2 separate regions of the Sus scrofa genome follow, and region 1 is linked to region 2. Evidence: chromatin contacts called from public promoter capture Hi-C data. All regions are on one chromosome and are shown on one strand. The core of a region is the stretch at or near the end of the contact, and the rest is flanking DNA. Distances in the headings are between cores, read along the strand shown. Region 1 holds the start of SNW1 (SNW domain-containing protein 1). Region 2 holds the start of GSTZ1 (glutathione S-transferase zeta 1).

What was found. Promoter capture Hi-C pulls out the DNA fragments that hold promoters and counts their contacts.
Region 1: a promoter capture Hi-C map of fetal liver shows a contact between it and region 2, with 2.1 times the contacts expected there. The contact joins the promoter of SNW1 here to the promoter of GSTZ1 in region 2. A contact is called at or near these places in 1 of 5 promoter capture datasets (fetal liver) and 1 of 47 Hi-C or Micro-C datasets (heart right ventricle).

Annotation. Positions count from the first base shown.
Region 1 is chr7:100,747,949-100,755,046 of Sscrofa11.1, reverse strand. It overlaps SNW1 (SNW domain-containing protein 1), which reads left to right and starts at 5,633. Exons shown (of 14, transcript XM_021099555.1): 1 at 5,633-5,736. The coding sequence starts at 5,723.
Region 2 is chr7:100,390,110-100,396,672 of Sscrofa11.1, reverse strand. GSTZ1 (glutathione S-transferase zeta 1) reads right to left here and starts at 4,401. Exons shown (of 9, transcript NM_001243638.1): 1 at 4,264-4,401; 2 at 564-615. The coding sequence starts at 4,278. POMT2 (protein O-mannosyl-transferase 2) reads left to right here and starts at 4,509. Exons shown (of 21, transcript XM_001926162.6): 1 at 4,509-4,997. The coding sequence starts at 4,540.

The DNA.
Region 1 (7,098 bases), core at 4,384-6,883, 360 kb before region 2:
GCCTTCTGACCCACAGTAATGTGAGCTCATAAATGGGTGTTATTTTAAGCCACGAAGTGTGTGGTCATTTGTTGTACAGCAATAGAAAACAAACACATCTTCTATTCCCTTGCTTTTCTTAAAAATACACATTTTATGAAACCGCCATGGCTCTAGGATCCTAAGACATGCTCTGTACCACAGCAATTGTAGAGTAAACGTTGCTGATGCTGAATGAGGCTAAGGAGTCCCTTCTAACAGTACGGTAGTAAGAATTAAACCAGGCATTTTTTTAATTTTACTTTTTAAATTGCCATACAGTAAAACTGACCTTTTTGGTAAACAGGCCTATGAATTTTAGCACATGCATAGTTGCGTATAATCACCATCACAAACAGGATGCAGAACAATTCCATCACCCCCAAAATCTCCTTTTTGGCCTCAGTCTTTCACTTACCTCTAATCCCTGGCAACCACTGATGTGTCCTCCATCATTAGAGTTTTATCTTTTCAAGAATGTCCTAAATAAAATCACATAATACGTAATCCTTTCGAGACTGGCTTCTTTCACTCATTATGATGCCTTTGAGATTCATCTAAGCTGTTTCATGTATCAGAAGTTCCTGGAATGGCATATTTTCAAACCTCTTCATCTGGAAGTATAAAAACTAGAGCAAAGTACCAAGAATCAAAGGATGTCGACAGTAGAGGGGACCTTTGATGTTACCTGGGCCCACTCTGTCCTTTTACAGATGAGGAATCTGAAATCCAGTGAGGGTTGAGGACTCACCCAAAATTGTGTGGGCACAGGTGAATGACGAGAGAAGTTCAATCTCCCTTGCAGTCACACAACCATCAAAATCTGTGGAGTTCCCCTCGTGGATCAGTGGAAACGAATCCAACTAGCATCCATGAGAACGAAAGTTCGATCCCTGGCCTTGCTCAGTGGGTTGAGGATCTAGTGTTGCTGTGAGCTATGGTGTAGGTTGCAGATGTGGCTCAGATCTGGCATTGCTATGGCTGTGGTATAGGGCATTGGCTATAGCTCCAATTCAACCCCTAGCCTTAGAACCTCCATATGCCAGAGTGCAGCCCTAAAAAGACAATAGTCAAAAAAAAAAAGATCTGTAAAGTGTGATGTATATTAAGACTGCAGGAAGAATAAGTATTATGGGAGCACAAAAAAATAAACATTGTATAAATTTTTTTTCATTGCAAATGATAATCAACTCAAATTAGTTTAAAGCCACAAAATAGTTTATTGGCTCATTTGGTTAAAAAATTCAAGGTGATGTGGTCTTTCAGGCACTGCTGGAGCCAGGATCTGTCATGACGTTTTCAGAGTTCTCAATCTCTATCAATCTCCAATTTTCCTTCTCTTTACCCTCTGGTCTCTCCTTTTTACATGGTGGCTTCATTCTTGCTTGTCAGAGGCCCTTGCTATTTGTCAGGAAAGATAGATACCAGTAACTCATACCTACAACCTTATGGCTTTGGATCCAAAAGAAAGACAGATGCTTTTTCTCCTGATTCCACTGGTCAAAACTCTAGCAATTCTCTCTCAGTCTTTTTTACTGGTTTCTCCCATCTCCACAAGCTCTAAACTCCAGAAGTATGTCCTTGGACCACATCTCTTCTGTAGCTACACTTATTCCCTTAGTAAATTCATCTGGTATCATGAATATAAATACCATCTGCCTCCAAAGGTCTCCAACCTAGACATTTTTCCCACATTTCAAACTTGTATATAAACTGCCCACTTGGCTAACAAGACATTTCAAATGTACCGTGTTCAGAACCAAATGCCTGATCTCCACAAACACAACCCTCTTGTAGTTTTCCCATCTTAGTAAATGGTGATTCTATCCTAGTTGGAGTCATCTTTGATCACTCTCATTCACATCTCATATCAATTCCATCATCAAAATTTGTTGATTAGGGGAGTTCCTGTCGTGGCGCAGTGGTTAAGGAATCCGACTAGGAACCATGAGGTTGCGGGTTCGGTCCCTGGCCTTGCTCAGTGGGTTAAGGATCTGGCGTTGCTGTGAGCTGTGGTGTAGGTTGCAGACGCGGCTCGGATCCCGCGTTGCTGTGGCTCCGCTGTAGGCCGGCGGCTACAGCTCGGATTCAACCCCTAGCCTGGGAACCTCCATATGCCGCAGGAGTGGCCTTAGAAAAGACAAAAGACCAAAAAAAAAAAAAAATTTGTTGATTAGACCTTCAAAATAGGTTGGTATTCCAATCTCTACTCACCATATCCACTAACTCCTTGCCCGAGCTATAAGGATCTCTCCCCAGATATCTCCAAAGATATCCACTGGTCTCCTGTATCCATCCTTGCTTCTTGGAGTCCATTTTCAACACAGTCACAGTGATCTTTAATACTTTTTTTTTTTTTTTTGTCTTTTGTTGTTGTTGTTGTTGTTTTTGCTATTTCTTGGGCCGCTCCCGCAGCACATGGAGGTTCCCAGGCTAGGGGTTGAATCAGAGCTGTAGCCACCGGCCTACGCCAGAGCCACAGCAACGCGGGATCCGAGCCGCGTCTGCGACCTACACCACAGCTCACGGCAACGCCGGATCGTTAACCCACTGAGCAAGGGCAGGGACCGAACCCGCAACCTCATGGTTCCTAGTCGGATTCGTTAACCACTGCGCCACGACGGGAACTCCACAGTGATCTTCTTAAAACATAAGTCAGATCACGGTTTTTCTTCACTCAGAATCTCCAACATAATCTCTATATACTGCAAAGGAGTAAGCTCCAAGAGATACTAACAAGTGGAAAAAATTAAAGTGGAGAAAGTCATGTATGGTATCTGCTATTTGAAAGAAAGAGAAGTATAAAAATATATACGTATTTGTGTGTACTTTTTTTTTTTTTTTTTTTTTTTTGGTCTCTTTAGGGCCGTACCCACAACATATGGAAGTTCCCAGGCTAGGGGGCGAATCAAAGCTGTAGCTGCCGGCCTACACCACAGCCACAGCAATGCCGGATCCGCGCTGCATCTGCAACCTACACTTAGAGCAACACTGGATCCTTAATCCACTGAGCAAGGCCAGGGATGGAAACTGCATCCTCAAGGATAGTCATTGGATTGTTTCTGCTGTGCCAAAACAGGAACTCCCTGTGTGTACTTCTAAATGAAGGATAAACTATAAAAGATATTTTTGAGGTTATCTATAGAAAGAGAAAGGGAGAAGTTCCTGTCGTGGCGCAGTGGTTAACAAATCTGACTAGGAACCATGAGGTTGCGGGTTCGATCCCTGGCCTTGCTCAATGGGTAAAGGATCTGGCGTTGCCATGAGCTGTGGTGTAGGTTGCAGATGAGGCTCGGATCCAGCATTGTTGTGGCTCTGGTGTAGGCCAGTGGCTACAGCTCCGATTAGACCCCTAGCCAGGGAACCTCCATATGCCGCGGGATCGGCTCAAGAAGAGGCAAAAAGACAACAACAACAAAAAAAAAAAAAAGAAAAAGAAAAAAAAAGAAAGGGAAAAAGCAGGTAGGAGCAGGGAAATAATCTAGACTTCTCTAAATGTACTACCCATTGGTAGTTACCATTTGGTAACTTTTGGCTTTGAAACCATTTAAATGTTTTACCAAACTATTTTTAAAAAATCAACTCCTAAAAATCCAAAGCAAAATGAAATATGTAAACCTGAGTATCAAGTTAGTGGTGTAGTCACACAGAGAGGAATTATTCCAAGTCATTTTAAAGCAATGCAATTTGACTGTATGTGCTTAGAAAGATATACCCTGAGGACAAAAAAAAAATCATTGAAAAGGAGTTCCCGTCGTGGCACAGTGGTTAACGAATCCGACCGGGAACCATGAGGTTGAGGGTTCGGTCCCTGCCGTTGCTCAGTGGGTTAAGGATCTGGTGCTGCCGTGAGCTGTGGTGTAGGTTGCAGACGCGGCTTGGATCCCACGTTGCTGTGGCTCTGGTGTAGGCCGGCAGCTACAGCTCCGATTCGACCCCTAGCCTGGGAACCTCCATATGCTGTGGGAGCGGCCCAAAGAAATAGCAAAAAGACCAAAAAAAAAAAAAAAAAAAAGTCATTGAAAAAAATTCAGAAACTATTATCATTAGGCATATCTTTAGTCATCATATTAGAAAAGTTTATTATGAAACCATTATATATATACATATATAACATAAGATAAAGCAAATGAGTAATTATCTTAACACATTAGGTACCAATACCATCATCTTCAGAAGAGATATGCATATAAAATCAAAGTTAGGTAAAATCTGTGTAATCCTAATCTTGCATTGGAACTATTAGTATGAATGCATGATGGAGTTTCTCAAAAAGTATGATTGGGAGTTCCCGTGGTGGCGCCGTGGTTAACGAATCCGACTAGGAACCATGAGGTTGCGGGTTCGGTCCCTGCCCTTGCTCAGTGGGTTAACGATCCAGCGTTGCCGTGAGCTGTGGTGTAGGTCGCAGACGCGGCTCGGATCCCACGTTGCTGTGGCTCTGGCGTAGACTGGTGGCTACGGCTCCGATTAGACTCCTAGCCTGGGAACCTCCATATGCCGCAAGAGCGGCCTCAAAAATGGCAAAAAAAAAAAAAAAGTATGTGGATATGTGAACTTTCTAGCTCTGTCCACTGAAAAGGTTTACAAACAGCAATTGCCCAGTAACAGTGAGCATTTGTAGCATCCAGGTCTTTTTCTCTAAATATCACTTTTCCACTTAAAGGAAAGCTCCTTGGAAAAATGACTGATTGAAAGTCTAGGGCAGAAAAAGTACTAAACTAGCCTAGAACGTCGTGTCACACCAGAAATCAAGAGTTGGAGGTGGAGTTGGAGGTGGTGTTGCTGCCTCTGCTCATACTACGGTGTTTGGTTTGTGAATATTCAAACTATACACTTCTGTAGGCAACGTTTCTGTATGTGTGCTATGCTACTATTAAAAGTTTGTTTCTATACCATGGAAAGTTTCCAACGTATAAAAAAGTAGAGAGAATTGTATAAGGAACACCATTTCCCCATTATCTAGCTTCAACAGTGATTAAAATTCATAGCTAACCTTGTTTCATTTACAGTATATTCCATCCACCTCCCTCTTCCCACTGTGAAGATTTCGTTTATCCTATCACTTCATCAAAGACTATGTTGAACCCACAAACTATGTAAAAGACAATCTAAGCCATACATACATAAAGACATACATACATAATACACCTAAGGAGTGTTCCAAAGATAATTACTAAGGATCACAAAATACCTCCCCTGGAGAGTGTTTTGGAGGTGGAGTGTTACGTAGGGAACCGCGTGTAAAAACTTTTGAGTATGAAAGTTTTCAGAGCGCCCAAGAACTCTCTATTCTCCAGTCTCACAATTTCCCAACCATTTGATTTAACCCAACTCTTATTTAACGTTCCCCCCCCCGCCCCCCGAAGGCTTTTGTATTTGGAACCATAACAAAAGAAATGAGACAGAGTGGGGAATAAAAAAAGACTTAAAAAACATCTCAAATTTGTTAGTATTTTGCCTAGGGAATGCTGTATCATGTCATAGTGTAAGAGTGATGCATTTGCGTTTTCTTAACTGAAGCGCTTATTCTGTAACTGGTTAGAAAAGAACCAAATTGTAATCTTGCGCAAAGAACTACAAATCCCAGAAGGCCCTTCGGCTAGGGCGCCTGCGCATCGCGCGCTCCTTCCTCTCCCCAACCCTTCGCGGGTAAAGACCCGCCCCGCGGTACTGTCGCTCGCGCTGGAAGAAGCGGAAGAAGATGGCGCTCACCAGGTGGGTTGTTGATTGGGGTCCTCGATACGGAAGGGTCTGGGAGTACCCTCCGTTTTTATTTCTCTGTTTATAGTCTCCGGGCGGTAGCCAGGCCCGGGCCACAGAGCGACTAGGCCAAGGCTAAGCCCTCCCTCCAGCCGCCGGGACGACTAGGCCTCTCCGAAGCTGGGGTCTTTCCCGAGTGGCTTCCCGGGTTGAGTTCGCCCCCTCACTAGGGCCGAAAGCCGCGGCATGGCGAATAGTTCTCTGGTCTGAGATGCTGAGGATTCGCACGTGTTTTTCGCTTAAGCATTTTGGGGTGGTGGAGATCGCTCCTTCGGGTCCGCGGCTCGGGTGGGCGCGATGGGGGTATGGAGGGCAGTGGCTTATTTGTCTGGGCGGAGTGAGGCGGGCAGGAGGCGACGGCCGGGCCGTTTGTTTGCCGAAGTCTTTTCTTTCTCTGTCCCGAAACAAGGATTCCTTGAAAAACGGGGCCCGACACTGAACGGAGACTTCACATCAGCCACAGTAGTGGCCGCTGTCTCCTAATTCGCGCCGCTGCTCCGCACTTTAACATCGGATCTTAGCATTTCTTCCATAGATAGAACTACTTCACATTTTTGCTGTTCCCAGTTGCCTTGGCAACCGCAAGTAAAGTGGTCCCCGCCCTTAAGAAAAAGATGCTTAAGGAGAAATATTCCTAGTTGTTACGTAACTCCTACTAGTCTGCGACCTTGTTGCCCCATCTAAGAAGAAAAACTTTTCTTACCAACAAACGCCGAAACAGAAAAAGTTGGGTGTCAAACAGGGTAAGGAAAGTAGTCGTGTTAGGAGATCCGCTTGGACTCCCTAAACACGCTTCATTCCCCTCATACACATTTTTCCTGGCTGATGACAGTTAAGAATCCTAAAGATATTCGAATTAGTTCTTTGGGGGATAACTTTCGGGTGCCTTGGTCTATCCTAGGGACTGTGTATATATAGAAGGAAATCTGACAGTCCTTGGCTGCAGGGAAGATGAAGTACAGGAATATAGATATTAAAGGACAACACAGAATGCTTATTGTGTTGTACTAACCTTAATTGCAAAAAAATAAGATGGAATGGGCTAGATGAACTGGAGAGTTTTCTTTAGTAAATAAAGGTTGCAGGCAGCAAATATTCGATTGAGTGCCCTCCAGATGGGAGGCAGTGTGACAAAGACTAGTAGAATTAGGAAGAAAGGCTTTGTGGAAAAAATGGAATTTGAAAATACCAGACATATTGTGGTTATTTTGTGCTTAAAATTGCAGTGACAGAGTTCAGTCTTTAAATAGTTTGTCTTAGGAACTTACATAGCTTTCTGGTTTTGTTGAGTTTTAGCTGACTTGATTTTTAGAGATG
Region 2 (6,563 bases), core at 3,152-5,651:
GAGCAAGTTATGTAACCTTCCCGTGTCCCAGATTCCCTGCCTGTACAGTGGTGACAGTAACACCTCCCTCCTAGGGTTGTTGCGGTTTAAATGGAATCACGAACGCAAAAGCTCAGTGCCGGTCTCCCTCTGTGTGAGCTGCTATGACGCTGACCTTTGTCAAGGGCCATGTTAGCTGAGGCAGAGAAGGGTCAGACTAGGACTAACCAGAGGGCCCCAGTTTCTCCTTCCCTGCTGCCTCTGGGGTGGACACTGGCCCATTCTATTTAATTTGCCAGATGACATAAGATAAGAACTGAGGAAGGCCAGCTGTTCCCTGCCAGTTGCCAAGGACCTCTGGATTCTGCGAGCCTGCCCGAAACCTGGTTGCTAAGGGCCTCTGGAGAGCAGCGTGGGAGAGGTGGTGGGACCAAGAGAAAAGACAGCTGTCCCTTCCTTCCTCTCCTCTTGTTGGACTTCCGAGGTGGGGGTGCCATTCAAGGCCGAGGGTTCCAGAAGTTTCACCCAGGACTCCTTCCACCCACCCCACCCCACCCAGGCTCTGGTGGAGGCACAACTCTTACCAATTCGCACTCTCCACGAGCAGGAGCTTCGGAAATAGGAATAGAGGATGGGCTGAGGAGAGAGGACAAGGAGGCATGTTAGCCGCTGCTTGGTAGGTTCAGCCCCAGCCAGGGGGCTCCAAGCCAGCACTGCTTCCTCCCTGCGTTGGGGAAACTCAGGCCAGACTCAGAGCTCTCTGGAAGTCATGTGAGGTCCCTCGGCTCCAGATTGTGCTGTCACGCATTCCTGAGGTCTGACAGGTCCCCAAAGGGGCAGCCAGCCTGAAGGTGCCCTCCTTACCTTGCTGGACTCAGCCATGGTGCTGTGCTGACCCTCAGCCTCTCAGGGAATGTCCCTTCCCACAGAGCTGCAGGGCGGTCCGAGGAACCCTGAAGGGGTGGGTCCCATGAACCAATGGGAAAGCTGGGCTAAACAAGTATCAAGGGAACTTTGACTCTGGTCAGAAAGGGCATCTCTTTCCAACCTGTGGGAAGATTTTCGTTCTGGGCAGACGGGGAGGCCTGTTTTGTTTTTGTTTTTGTTTTGCTTTTTAGGGCCAAACCTGTGGCACATGGAGGTTCCCAGGCTCAGGGTAGAATCAGAGCTGCAGCTGCCAGTCTATGCCAGAGCCACAGCAAAGTAGGATCTGAGCCGTGTCTGCAGCCTACACCACAGCTCAAGGCAACACCAGATCCTTAACGAACTAAGTGAGGCCAGGGATCGAACCTGCATCTTCATGGACACTGGTTGGGTTTGTTACCACTGAGCCACAATAGGAACTCTGGGAGGCCTGGTTTTGAAGCAGCAGTTCATGCAGTGCAGGGGGCTGGGAGCTGGTATACCTGGGGTCTGGTCCCCATGCAAGAACTAGTTCTACATGACTCAGTACAAATCCCTCCGTTTCTCTAAGTTTTCAGCTCCCTCGTCTGTAAAACAAAGGGCTGCCCTAAAATGACAGCTGAATGGCTTCCGATGGTGGCAGGAAGACCAGAAAATCTAATTTTTTGATGCTTTGGTGCCCATTGCTTTCAACACTCCAACCCCCAGTGCTCCAGGCTCTCAGCTGGTCTCATAAAAATAGCTGGGGAATAGGCCCATTGACTCCAGAGCTGAAGTCACACAAGTTGGCAGCCCACAGTGTTGTTTGGTATACACTGTATTTCAAAACGTTTCAATTAGTTGCTAACATTAAAAATCACATTGTTTCCTAATACAAATCCTGTTGTCTGTTTTATTTTATTCTTTTTTCCTTTTTTTCCTGTACCTGCAGCATATGCAAGTTCCCAGGCTAGGAGTCCAATAAAAGCTGTAGTTGCTGGCCTATGCTACAGGGACAGCAGCACTGGATCTGAGATGCATCCGTGACCTATGCCGCAGGTTGCAGCGACATGGGATCCTTAACCCATTGAGCAAGGCCAGGGATCAAACCTGCATACTGATGGACAACATGTTGGGTTCTTAACTGCTGAGCCACAATGGGAACTATGTTTTCTCTAAAAAAAAAAAAAATCTAGAGACAGTGGACTCAACTGAGTAGGAACAACTGATCAGAGCCAACGAATGATACCCTTTAGTCAGGGCATGCCCTCTCAGATCTGCCATGGCCCCCATATGGCCCACTTCTCTCATTTTTGTTAACTTGAAGCCCCTAAAGGCAGCTGGGTGTGTGACTTCTCTAGAGTTTAGGGAACTTGAAGTTAATTCCTTTGGTGCTTCTTGGTAACCAGAACTTAAAAGCAAAACCCAGTCCAGAGTTACCAGTAATTAGGACTCGTGAAGCTTCCAGCAGACACATATACATCCTTATGGATGAGTAGAACTCAGAATGTCTTAGATCGCCCCCGTCTACCACGCCTCTGACTACAGATATTTCACCCAAGTTCTCTCTTCCATTCGCATCTCCCAGCTCACTAAGCTGCTACCTGACCATGCTTTCACCATCCCTGAACTACCAACTCTTCTACGTGGGCCATGGCACAGTGGGGAACCCATCCCTTCCCCCCAGCCCTGTCCCAAGTTGGTTCCCAAGCCTGGGAGTTCCAATCTATCCTGAAGGCAACTTTTGTGGGGCAAGTGAAGGTAGTTCTGGCAGAGGGAAGAGACAGGCAGCAGGTGTCATTGATAGTTGAGTGGCTATAACTGCATGTACTCTGTTCTGAGGTGTATCCCTTTCCTTAACTGGTGAGGTTGGTGGGGCTCCTGGGGCCAAAGCAGTGACTAGAGAGGCATAGACATTAGCTTAGAATCCTTGAAGCAATGCCTTACTTAATTACTAAATGTTACACCTTTGACCTGTGATCACAGAATGCCACTGCCCTCACATTATCTACTTATGGGCCATCAAGAGATGTAATGGAGGGCTATTCCTGCTATTTCTCTTACCGATGCAATTAACTGCACAAACCATTTCATGTTCTTTTTGCATTTGTAGAGCAAAATTTTAAGCCCATCATCACTCCTGGAGGAACTTTTTCCAATTCAAGTATCGATTCTGATCACTCTAGCAGATAGTTATTTACTTAGAAAAATAGCCTTTTAGGAGTTCCGTGGCTCAGCAGTTAATGAACCTGACTAGCATCCATGAGGATGCGGGTTCCATCCCTGGCCTCACTCACTGGGTTAAGGATCCGGTGTTGCGGTCAGCTGTGGTGTACTCTCAGATGCGGCTCTGATCCAGCCTTGCTGTGACTATGGTGTAGGCCAGTGGCTACAGCTCCGATTCAACCCCTAGCCTGGGAACATTTACATGCTATGGGTGCAGCCCTAAAAAAAAAAAAAAAAAAAAAAAAAAAAGACAGAAAAGAAAAATAGCCTTTTATTTTTTTTCTCACTTTTGTTTTTCTTTTTAAGGCTACATCCACAGCATATGGAGGTTCTCAGGCCAAGGACTGAATCTGAGCTGTAGCTGCAGCAAGGCAGATCCTTAACCCACTATATGGGGCTGGGGATCGAAGGTGCCTTACAGCATATCCCCACTATGGTGGGAACTCTCAGATTTTATTTTTAAACCATTTCTTACACACGATTTTCAAGAAAGACTCCTATAATCCCATTTGGACGTGAAAGGGTTACACATTGTGAAAGTGGTGCTATATTCCGCCTGATGTGCCACCACCTTCCTTTGAGCTCAAATAGCGGCTCTTTCACAAACTTTAATAAGTTTCAACAGGGAGCTTATTAAACATGCAGATTCTGGGTTCCTTCCTCCAGAGATTGATACAGTGGTTCTGGGGCGGGCCCAGGAGACGCAAATTAAAACCGGTTAAGTTCCCCAAGTGATTGTGATGACGAAAAGTGCCACAGCCTCCCCTCGCCCCTAGCAATGCAAACCCCTTCAAAATGCAAACAACCCTGTAAGGCCATATGTTAACCGATTGGACCTATCGTGCGGCCTGGTCGGGAAAGAGACATGCAGTGCTGCGCCAAAAAGGGAGACGAGGGACAACGTTCGGAAGTTCTAGAAGATCGGGTAGGGGGAGAAAGGTGAAGCGCAAGGGCACCAACCAAGCCCGGGACGCTACACCTGGACGCAGCGCTGCGGGGCCAATCCTGCCTCGACCACAGGCCCCAGCGGACAGCGCGCAGGCGCAGAAAGGGGCCACCGCAGCCAACAGCATGCTGGGAGTCGCTGTCGGAGCTGGGGGCGGGGCCGAGCGGCTCACCTTTGAACTCGCCCACCCAGCAAGTAGCGCCCCCTCTCCCCTGATGCGTGGCACAGACCTTCCCCGCTTGCATCTCCTAATTCAGACGACCTTTCTTCCCGACCAGGAAACTTCACGCCTAAGACTCTGACCCGTCGACGATTTAGGCCCAGTGAGATCCCGACACGTCAGAACTTCGGTTTTCGTGTCGGTAACGTGAAGGGTTGGATTAGAACGAGCTTTTAGGGCTCTTCTGGCTGGCCCCGCCCTTTCCGCCCCGCCTCCGCCCCGGGGGCTGCTGGGAATTGTAGTTCTTTGCTCCTGTTTTCTTCCGGGCCCGGCCCGCCCGGAAGTCATGCTCTGCGCCACTGGCCGCCTCCTAGCGGCCCGGGCGGCGACCGCACTCCCCGCCCAGCCTAGAGGCCGGGGCCTGGCGCCCTGCTGCCGGCGCAGGGAACTACATTTCCCAAGGAACCCCGAGAAGTCCCTTGGTAACTTCTTGGCCGGACAGCTCGCAAGACCCAGCGCGCTTGCAGGCCGGAGGGCCATCCTGAGAAGGGTAAGGATGCCACCGGCGGTGGGCGGAGGCCTGGCAGGGTCCGAGCTGCGTCCCCGGAGGGGCCGCTGTGGGTCCCAGGCTCCAAGGGCCGTGGGCGCGGATGCGGCTGCCGAGACTACAGCGCGGAGCCCCAAACGGCCTGTTCCGGGCTCGCGGCGCTTCGAGGCGGTCGGCCAGTGGGCTCTACTGGCCCTGGTGACGCTAATGTCCTTCGCCACCCGCTTCCATCGTCTGGACCAGCCGCCGCACATCTGGTGAGTAATGGGAGGGACTCGGCACCATGGCAACTGGGAGGGAATGACGCGCCTTCTCATTGGTCCGGGGCATGGAGGGGGCGGGATTCGCAGCCCAGGGACGGGGCCGCGCTGGAAGGGAAACAGGTTTCTGGCCAGGCGCAGTCTCTATGAGAGGAGTCATTTTTGCTCTGGTGAATGGCAGTGGGATTCTTTAGGATCTGAGGAAGTAGTCACATGTCTTGTAGGTTATGCTGCAACGTCTCACCTGGCTCTCAAATTGTGGCTTTGAACTTTCCCAGGAGAATCTTAGTACAGAATTTCCTAAGGCCTGAGTTCCTCTTCTACAGTAATTCCAGGCATCAGTGGAGGGGAGCATGCCTAACTGGGCGCCTTATTCTCGACAACCGAAACAACTCGTGTGTCCAAGCGTCCCAGGACCATCCTTTGAGGAGAGACATATTTCCTTAAAGGTTTTATTTTGTAGGACTAAGTTGTGGAAGTCAAATTTCATTAAGTAAACTTTAAAGTTTCCATCAAGAAGGAGGAAAAGTTTTATACTCTCTGAAAATTGTTCATTTGTTTGGCCAAGAAGTTTGTGTGTGGAGGGGTTGGATGGGTGGGGGGGTTGAGAGGGAAGGACCAGTAAGTCTTATTTCAGATAGCTGGGAAGTAGTCTAAGGCCAATCTTTTATCCATTAGCATCTGTACATAGGTGTTTAGACTGACCTCTGATTTTTGGTGTCATTGCCAATAATTACCATGAAGTCCCTCATTTAAAAAAAGAGCGACTCCCCTGCCCAATGGAAAGACATTCCATAGCACATTCTTCCCTACATTCTAACAAATTACCTGAAGGGGTGCAGGTCACTCCAGTTCAGGATTTTTTGTTAAATTTTATTTGGATCACCATCACGTTTGATTTAGATCACTGTTAGGGTGGTTTGGTTAAGTCACATGGGCAGTGAGTGTCACTGAGTAGTTTCAGCCTCAATCACTATACAGGACAAAGGTTAAGGGCCCTAGGGTGTTGGGAGAAGCATATGAATTTATATCAGTGATGTCAGTAGGAGGTTGTGCCAGTCTATGTATTTGCACACATGTGAGGGAAGTCCATGTTTGGGCGTTAATGTTGATGTTCTCAGGTACATCAGGATAGTTCAAGACTGGCCATGTCCACAGGAGTTTTTCTGATTTCATAGCAGGATGACAGACTCAGCAATAGGTCAGATTGCAAGCTATAGCTGCCACTTGACTTAGTTGTGCTGTATTAATTTTTTGCCAGGCTGGGTGCTGGGGCTAGGAGGTGAAGAGAGCATTGTTTTCCTTACAGAGACAGCATCAGGTCCTTAACCCACTGAGGTGTAATGGGAACTCTCCGTCTGCTTTTTTTTTTTAATTTTTAATTTAATTTTTAAATTTTTTTTCTTTTGTCCTTTTGAGGGCCGCACCTGTGGCATATGGAGGTTCCCAGGCTAGGGGTCAAATAGGAGCTCTTGCCGCCGGCCTACACCAGAACCACAGGATAGTTGAGCCGAGTCTGCAACCTACACCACAGCTCACGGCAACACCGGATCCTTAACCCAC